Regions from separate parts of the Rattus norvegicus genome. Here region 2 is linked to region 1. Evidence: chromatin contacts called from public Hi-C data. All regions are on one chromosome and are shown on one strand. The core of a region is the stretch at or near the end of the contact, and the rest is flanking DNA. Distances in the headings are between cores, read along the strand shown. Region 1 holds the start of Slc6a8 (solute carrier family 6 member 8). Region 2 holds the start of Ssr4 (signal sequence receptor subunit 4).

Region 1 (4,512 bases), core at 1,306-3,805:
GAATAGGGGACAGATGTTCCAGACATTGATGCTGCCGGCCTTCATGAACTGGCCCAGTGAGATTTCCAGGAAGAAAATGGGGATTCCTCCAACCAGGGCAATCAGGACATAGGGAATAAGGAACACACCTGGAGGAGGAAATGTGGAGTGGGCTCAGGATACCTCCAAATCTCCTCCTGCAGCAGGAGGGGACTTAACCCAAACCTATCAGCCAAGCTGTCCAGGCCTCACACTAGCCCAGACTCCAGAAGTCATAGAAGGCCCAGACAGAGCCCCAGCTTCAGCTTGCACCCCAGTCCCATGACTTCCCACAGAGTGAATCAGCGCAGGGGTGGCCACTGACTCAGAGGCTCAAGGTGAACAATCCCAGGAGGTGAACTCTAGGTCTGTTGAGAGGAGGCTCAGCAGCAGTGTCTAGCCAGTGTTCCCTGTACCATGGAAAGCCCTTGGCTCACTGAAGTCTGAGCCTATAGACACCTAGGGTGAGCTAGCAGGCATTGAAAACACACAGGCTTATGCATGTAGGCCATCTCTTGTGCCACAGTTCTTTTTGGCAGGCAGCAGAACAGGAAGGAATAGCCAGAGTGTGTTCATGTATGCCAGGCTGGGTGCTCAGGAATGGAGGCTTGTCCAAAGGCAGTGAGCACAAGTACCCTGTACTTCGTAATCACAAGAATCCAAGGAGGAAACTGGGTGGGTAGCAATTCTCTGCTTATGGGGTTATTGGTGTAGGATAAAGAGAGACAAATCAAGGAGAGGGGCTGAGGCAGTATTCCAGCAATTATGTGGAGTGGTAGGAAAGGCGAGAGCTGGGCAGCTGATGTTCTGACCTCCTCTTCTTTACTGCTCTCTAGGACCCCTCTCTGTACAGGACCAACTCTCTCTGCTATTCAGTGAGAGCTAATTGCAGTTTACTGGGCTCCAGCACCCAGCATCCTTCCTGTGTGTGACCTTGGACAGAAACCTCCACTCTGGGACTCAGTTTCCCACCCATCACTCAGCTGCTTCAGCTCCCCAGAAATCCAGTACTGTTTTGCAGTCCCGGGACAGGCTAGTACCCACTGCTGTTGCTAAGCTGGGCTTAGGCAACTGGGCATGGGATGTGCATGCAGCCTGTCTAGTGGCGGCGCCAGGCGGGCCAGGCCGCAGACTTCCCAAGCCTGGCTCAAGCACCCAGTGTTCCAAGCCTGGGCCAGAGGGGAGGGGAGAGGAGAGAAGGGAGAAGAGGGAGGAGAGGGGAGAGTGTGGGGGAGGGACAGAGTGGCCCATTGTGTGTGTGTGTATTCCTATGTGCACACGTGGGGGGGTCCACACAATGTATCACTTGTGTGCCTGACCCATGGGGGCAGCCAGGGCTCCTCACCTCCTAGAGCCCCCTCCACTGGGGGCAGGCCTTCCCTTCCCACCTCAATGGCCAATCACTCCCAATGTGGACTGGAAGTCTGGGAGGCAGCCCCTCAGTTCATCTGGAAGCTCTCCTTGATTGCCTCCCCTCCACACTGCCAGGCACATGACCGGCGAGGGGGGTGGAGGCCGCCGTGCTGGGTCACCGAACGCTTGGTTGGTCAGGGGGCACCATGGCCCCCACCCGCTTTGGGCGGGCCTCCCCACCCTCTGGACTTTGCCCCACTGCTCTGGTGGGCCTGTGGCAGGCTGGGGGTGGGAACTGCTGATGAAGACAGGATGCTCGGGATAGGGGCTCTCACCTCCGCCGTTCTTGTAGCACAGGTAGGGGAAGCGCCACACGTTACCGAGGCCCACGGCGAAGCCCACGCACGACATGATGAAGTCCATCTGGCGTGTCCAAGTCTCTCGCGGCGGCACAGCAAGGCGGCTGCTGGGCGCCCCCAGGCCCGCAGGGCCATCGCCCTTGGACGGGGCACCATCGGGCCCGGACACGATGAGAGGACCCTTCTTCTCGTCTCCAGACACGCTATAGATACCGTTTTCAGCGCTCTTCTTCGCCATGGCCCCTGGGGCCGCGAGGCCAGGCCAGGGGTCGCGGCGTCTCGAGGGTGGCGAGCGGGCAAGGGGCTCCGGTGGCACCTGGAGAAAGGGCCCCGAAAGCGCGGGCCCGCCCGGGGGCCTCGGGGGCGGCCGGGCCGGGGGACGGGGCGACGGGCGGGCGGGAGGGGTGCGGGACGGCGGGGGCGGCGCAGTCAGAAGCAGTCCACGAAGCACTTGAAAGTGAGCCTGAAGAATCTCATGTGTGTCGGGGGCCCGGGAGCGCGCGGGCGGCGGCGGAGCCTGGCCGGGCGGCGGCGGCTCCCGAGACTCCTGCCCGCGGCTCGGGCGGCGGCGGCGGCGGTGGCGGCTGCAGCGAGGACTGCTCGCCCTGCCGGAGGCTCACCCTAGCGCGTCGCGGATGGCATCGGACGCCCACTGTCTGCAAGCGGCGGCCGGAGCAAGGGGCCTGCGGCCCGCGGCCCCGGCCCAGCCCCAAGCGGCTGTCCTGCTCGCCCGGGGCTCTGCTAGCACTGGCGGCTCCGGTGGTCTTGGGCACGACTAGCCCCCTCCTTCCCGGCGGCGGCGGCTACAGCCGCTCTCCGGGCCGCGGCGGACTCAAAGATTCGCCAGGGCACTCCAACTGTCTCTCTCTTTCCCAGCGCGACCCGCTGCTGCTTAAGAACCGACTCCTGGTGATGTCACTGTCGCCCCACCCCCACGAATCGGCTGGTCCCCCCTCCCCCTCCATCCCGCCCTCCCTGTCACTCCGCCTACCTCCTCCTCTGGAGGAGAGGCCGCTCCAGTGGGGAGCAGGATGGCTGCTACCTGGGGCGCTGGCCAGCACTTTCTTTTCAGTGGGCTGAGCCACCATTCGTTCCAGGATCACCTGGCACGGGTCAGGTCAAAGTCCCCTCTGGTTTTTCTGAACCACCAGGAAAACGGAGTCTCTAGTTGACCTCCAGATATCCTTAGTTCTTCCCCCTTCTCTCCACTCTTTCTAGCCTGGAATTTCGTTTCTCGGTGGAACATCCTTCACCAAGATTCGTCCAGCCTGCCTAATTCACTTCTCAATTAGGACCTAGGGAGAGTTGGATGCCCAGGTGCAAAGTTTCTTGGTCCCTACACCAAAGTAATTGCCCTGTGTGATTGCCTCCTGAAGGGTTGTCGCTGCGCTGACCTGGAGTGGGGAGATCGTCCTCCAGGAGTTCTGTGGAACTTTGCCAGAAGTATTGAGCTGTCTCCTCAAGACATTTAGGCCTCCTCAAAGATACATCCTGAAGGCTGAGGATCATGGTGTCAGCTCTGGGTGTGATCGATTTCTGTTTGTCTCCAGAATGGGCAAAGGGTAGCTTGCTTGGTCGAAGATCAAAGTTACAATTTGTGACCAAGGTAGAGAAGGGGACTTCTTGATAACTGGTCAGTCCACCTTTTGCCTGATGTGGGTTGGGTAGGGCATGTGATCTATAGATACTGGGGTAAGAATAGGGTAAGGCTGCCCCCTGGTGCCTAGTGGATGTACAGACCCTCCCTCTAAGCTCGGTAACCTGCCTGCTCTTCAGGGATGTCTAGGCTTTTCCATCCGCAGCTGAGCAACCTCGGGAATATTCCAAGACCAACACTAGCCTGGGGTGGACTAGGAAAATGAGGAGTGCCCATTTCAATCCCAAACTCCTTGATCTGATCAGACACCAAAGTCCCCAGATGGCTCATCCCATCATGTTAAGCCTGCAGCCATCCGGCAGATTTAGAAAGAAAAGCAGTTCCAGCCAGAGCCAGATTGAGCTGATAGGTGAGGGGAGAGGGAGGGGCAGCATCTACACCCAGGCTAGCAGGAAGGGCTCTCTCTCTCTCTCTCTCTCTCTCTCTCTCTCTCTCTCTCCCCCCCCCCTCCCTCACTCCCTCCCCCCACCCCCCTCATGTATGTCACACGTGCCTAGGTTCTGGTAGAATCTCCTTGCGCATCAGAGAACCCTAACTTGAGTCATCTTTGTCCCAGCCTGGGACCAAAGTCCTCCTGGAGAAACAAGGGCCATAGAGGAGTTACTCATAGCACACATATCCCGGAAGAGCTGGAGCCATCCAAGGAGCAAGGAAAAGGTCATTTAAGAGAGGAAAGAAGAGGATCCTAAGGAATGGGCGCAGAGGACTCCATTGCAGTATAAAGACCTGCAAAGGAAAAGGAGCTGCTGCAACAGTTATGTGGATCAGGTGTGGGCAGAGACCAGTCAATAACAGGAAAATCAGGCCGTAAAAGTGGGAACTGGGTGTGGGTACTTTTGGGAATTTAAGATCCTGCTTGTTCAGAGAGTAGGGATGGGAAACAGAACATAGTAGCCTGAGAAATATGGCACTTTGAGGAGTTGGTCATTGCTGTGTTGGGTGGGGGGGGTGGAGAGGCTTGGAGTTCAAGAAGTCAAGACTGAGTGCAAGAATGAGGGCATCCTCCATCCTGGGCCTGTGATGAGCATCTGGGTGAAGAGACATTTGCCAAACCCAAGTACAGGAATATAAGGAAGGAGTATCATCTTTATGTAGGCACAAAAAGGCACATTCAGGTACCAGTCA
Region 2 (4,908 bases), core at 1,337-3,836, 140 kb before region 1:
TGTTAGCTGTACTCAGGGGTGAGATCATAAAAAAATGGCCTCATTATTTCTTGGAGCTTGAGAAGAAGGTGACAAATGAAGTTTTTTTTTTAAAAAGTGTTCACAGTATCTTTTTTTTTCTTTTTTCTTTTTTTCAGAGCTGGGGACCAAACCCAGGGCCTTGCGCTTGCTAGGCAAGCGCTCTACCACTGAGCTAAATCCCCAACCCGACAAATGAAGTTTTTAACCCTAGGAGTATTATACCCTGAAAAGTTCCAATTTCTTTTTTTAAATTTTTGGAAGAGCAGGTTAAGGGTTCAAGCTGGGGTTTTTCTACTTTAAACTCACAAAACACTCATACAGACACACATTCAGGTGAACTACAGCCAGAAAAAAAAGATGGAGGAGCCTGACCCTAGTTCCTTCTCCCATTCCAGACATTCATCCAGGAAACAGTGGGGTGTCTACCCACATTACTGCACGGAGGCAAAGCATACCAAGCAGGTCAGGAAAATGCGCTTGAAGTACTTGCTAGGATCTGGCCTCGCTGTGCCCTCATTTCTCCTGCACCCTGTGAATTGGAATCCTTATTCTCCCTGTTGATAGGATCCTCAGGTCACTGTCAACTGCCAGTGAACGAGTACTGCCACCCTCATCTCTTTCCCTGCACCCTCTCTGCTGAGTCCCCACTGTCTCACCTGGACCCTGTTTTTGCAGGTCAGTGAGATCTCCACGATGAATACAGTCTCTGTAGAAATGACGGCATCTGAAGTTGTATAGTAAGAAGGGGTGATCTGGGGTTCCAGGCAGGCCTCTGCTGTGGAGAGGAAGCAAAGCCAATTTATGTGTTCCAGGCAAAAGGCAAAAGGGCTTACCCTGACTCTACCTCTCAGACTGGTGAGCTGAGGATACATGAATGAATTCTTCTATTCCTGACAGAGGTGGAGTCTGGGAGATGGATCCTAGTACTTAGAAGTATAGTGGAAGGGGCCAGTGAGGGCTGTTGACACAGGCTAGTGTGAAGGGAAAGCTCTGCAGAGGTGAGCCTTGATGCAGCAACATGGGAGGTGCAGGCGTCTTTGAGGCAGGCAGGGGGCTGTTTATTAAATTAGTATCTGAATCTGTGACAGGGAGGCCACGAAGCATCTCACCTGCTTCTGGAGTACCCCAGAAACCCAGTGGGCCAAGGCAGCCTCAATTCAGAGCCATGTACTTCCTCAACAATCTACTGAAAGCATTCTGCAGCAGTGAATGGGGTGCTGTCAACATAGAGGGACTTTCAAGTCTCTAGACCCATCCAGCTGACAGAATGTCAACACTAGTCCCAGTGTTTCCTGACAGAAGTACACTCTGGACCCAAACACCAAACCTGTCCCTGTAAGCTAAACACCTCTGAAGGAAAGTTTACATCCTATTATTCTCCAAATGTGGTGTTTTGAAAGAATGGCCAATTAAGCTGGAGAAGACCTTGTACTGGCATGAATAGCAAGAGGAAAATGCCACGAATGGTTTTCAAAGGCCATATTCCACCAACACTTCTGTGATCTGCTAAGACATGCCTTTCCCTGTGGACACTATAGAGCCCCTAATAGGTTTTACAGTCAGGTTTGACTTTTTAAGACACTGTTAGCAACAGACTGGAGAATTCTCTGAAGGGTGAGTAGGAGGGATGGCCAGAATCTACCAGTATGTAAAGAAACCAAATCCTCCTTAGTTCAGGTTCTCAGGTCTGAGGGACTAACAACTTTCAAAACACATACCCGGCAGACTCCAGATTGAGCTCAACCCTACCACCAGATGTTACAAATGGCTCACAAGTATCAATGGGTCTGTGCACAGTTCAATTCTGCTAAGAACGTTGGGATGGATGGATATACCAGAGTCTCATGAAAAGTCGAGGCTCTGGACACTAAAAGTCCTTGGTCACTTCCCTGGCTCCCTATCTAACTTGCCTCCGTGCCCTTACTCTGATCTGCCTGGAGTGTTCTTGTTCCCTCTCTTAGCTTTCTGTCTTGGGGAAGCCTGGCCTATGCAGCATTGGTTCCTCGCTGCCAGCGCTGCTCTTATGCGACTACCTTCTGACATACACAGGAACCAGGGACATAGCACCTTCCCTGCTGGAGCTGGTGGTCGGAACATGGTGCTACTTTGGGGCTCTCCCAAAAATAGACAAGGAAGTTTCTTCCAGCAACCTGGCTGCCAGGTAAACGTGTTTGTGGTGCTTCGGTCGCCAAGACACGACACCCATCGGGGAAAGATAACACCGGTAGCGACGAGCCCAGGGAAGGACCAGATCCCCACCTCGCGCACACCCTTCCTCCCCCAGCACCACCAGCCAAGGGGCAGGGGTACGCCCGAAACAAGCTCCGGCCAGGCCGCTACCTGAGCAGCAAGATAGGCCGGACAGCAGGAGTAGCGCCAGGGCGCCGAAAGATGCCATCGCCGCCATCGCCTCTTCTCTGCCGAGGGGAAAAGAGAGCAAGCCGCCCTGAACATGCGGAGCAGACGAGGAAGCGCGACGCGTAAGCGGCCTCAGCACCCAATCGTGCGTCGGCGGGCTGGGTCGGGCATGGTGACGTCGCTGGCGGCACTGACGTGTCCGTTTCCCTAGCCAGGGTCCCAACCGGTCGCACTTCCCTCCTTCTCAGCCTTCCCCTCCCCAAGATGGCGGCAACAGTGCTACAGGCACCGGAAGGGGACGTAGGAACCGGTGTGACCGTGCGCGTGCGTAGTGCTAGCTTTTTCTCACCCCTCCCCCCGCACCCCGGATTTCTCGTCGTGCCGAAGTGTCGCGAGAACGGTGCTTAACGTTTTGACCTGTAGAGGTCCTCACTTTTCGTTATGGCGCTGAAGGTGGCGATAGCTGCTGGCAGTGCTGCAAAGGCAATATTCAAGCCAGCTCTCCTCTGCCGTCCTTGGGAGGTGAGTGATGAATGGAGGGTGGAACAGTTGCAGCGCTCACAGAGAGACTTAACACCCAATTGAGACCTAGAGTCGGGTAACCGCTCTTTGAGAAAATCCAGGATTCGATTGGCTGTGCAAGCCTTAGGAGGGGCGGGGAGAGGGCTGCACTCTGGGGTTCATTGGTCGCTTCTGCTGTCAATGAGGAGGTTGGCTGAAATTGACTTTGGTTTGGCTCCTCTGTGACTGGTGACAGGGGCTCCTCCAGAAGGGTTAGGAAGGTAGACCACAGTAGCTAGGTGTTCACTCCGTAGTGTCCTTGTGGAAGACCTTTTGAAGAGGCCATGTGTCCTAGACTATCTTGCATATATCACGTAGGCTGGTTGTGTCTGGTTTCCGGAGTCATTTCCTCCTTGGTTTTTCCTCTCTAGGACTGCTTTTTCCTAGTGGAGGTGAAAATCCACTTTATAACCCCACCCCCTTTTGTCTCTGTCTGTCTCTCTGTGCCCCACCCCCACCTCCCGGTCTCTGTCTCATCAGACACATGGTTTCTCTGTGTAGCCTGGGACTCACACTGTAGACCAGGCTGTCCTTGAACTCAGAAGTCCTCCTGTCTCTGCTTCCCAAGCGCTGGGATTAATTAAAGGCATGCACTGCCACCATCTGACTATCAATAATTCTTGATCCCTCCAGATCTCCTGCCTACCAAGCACCTTGATATTTGATTCTAGCCAAAAGGCCAACAAGCAGGCCCAAGCCCCTGTAATAAGAGTAAACCAGGGTTCTGAGACTGGAAGGCTCTAGGGCTTTGCTTTTCTGGCCCTTTCTTTGGAGTCTTGGTTAGGTAGTTTAGCTCCTGGGTAGCACTGCTTAGCACCAGAAAACCAATAACTAGCTTTGCAGAATAAGAGTTATGACCTCCAGGCCTTGCTCTTCCACTGACCCAGAACATGGCATTAGGCCAGTTCTCCTCTCCCTCTGGGTTCCAGTGAGGAGAGAGGACTTCATGTTCTCAAAGCATTTGCTGACTCTGACCTTCCAGAATGCCATGTTTTTTGCCTGCAGCCTCTTCTGCTTACCCTTTATCTCCTCTGTTGTCTGGGGAAGGGAGCTGCATATGCTATATGAAATTCTATTTAAAATAGGGACTTCTGGTTCAGCCAGGTAGCTCAGTGGGTAAAGACACCTGTGTCCAAGCTTGGAATACTAAGTTTGATCCTTGGAATTCTTGTAAAATGCAAGGAGATAAAGGACCCCACAAAATCATCTTCTGATTGCCACACATGTGTGCTATGGCTTCTTCCACATTGTTGAGGAAAGATGAGCAGTATATAGAGGATTGCCAGAGGCCCTGATAGCTCCAGCAGCTAGGCTTCTGTAAACTCTTAATGAAGAACTTTCCTTCTGAATGTTTGTGTGCCTTTGTTGGGATGGGACTAGGTGGCAGTGAAGTGATTGGTAACCAGGCAAGGCTTTGCCTTGAGAGTGATTGTTCTGGTTATAGGAACCCATGTAGAGAACCCAAGGTCTTAAGTCCTGCTAGTTGACATCCCCTGAGAAATCATGCTATCATTATTAGCAGTTGACCACAAACATGACAAAGAAAGAGACCTTAGGAAAATATCAAGTATGGGAGCCCATCAGCAGGAGATCGAACCACTTTGGACCTTTGTCTTTCTGCAGACTAGCTAAGGATGATGACTGGGCAGAAGACGTGTGCTTTCCTCAGCCTGCTTCATGCTGGGCTCCTTTGATTAGACAACCTGGACTCAAGAGGGAGAACTTTGTAACCTCCTAAAACCCCTATGTCTATATACAGCAAGATCGGGGGCCTGTGGTTGACAAGTTTTCTAGGACTGGGAAAACATCCACTATAACTTCTAGCATAGGAGGCAGCTGTGAGATAGGTTCAGCCCTAGCAATGATGTTGCCATCTGTGAATGGGTTGCACAGATTTTGAGCCACACCTGGTATAGGCTTTTAGAAGGCTGGATCATTGCCATAGCTAATGTCCAGGAGGAATTAACT

Evidence for each region. Hi-C and Micro-C count contacts between places; a contact is called where the count stands out from the background.
Region 2: a Hi-C map of mammary epithelial cells shows a contact between it and region 1, with 2.6 times the contacts expected there. The contact joins the promoter of Ssr4 here to the promoter of Slc6a8 in region 1. A contact is called at or near these places in 2 of 12 Hi-C or Micro-C datasets (the A7r5 cell line and mammary epithelial cells).

What each region holds. Positions count from the first base shown.
Region 1 is chrX:156,534,060-156,538,571 of GRCr8, reverse strand. Slc6a8 (solute carrier family 6 member 8) reads right to left here and starts at 2,555. Exons shown (of 13, transcript NM_017348.3): 1 at 1,707-2,555; 2 at 1-128. The coding sequence starts at 1,968.
Region 2 is chrX:156,673,336-156,678,243 of GRCr8, reverse strand. Ssr4 (signal sequence receptor subunit 4) reads right to left here and starts at 2,586. Exons shown (of 6, transcript NM_017199.1): 1 at 2,362-2,586; 2 at 678-796. The coding sequence starts at 2,428. It overlaps Idh3g (isocitrate dehydrogenase (NAD(+)) 3 non-catalytic subunit gamma), which reads left to right and starts at 2,762. Exons shown (of 13, transcript NM_031551.1): 1 at 2,762-2,901. The coding sequence starts at 2,821.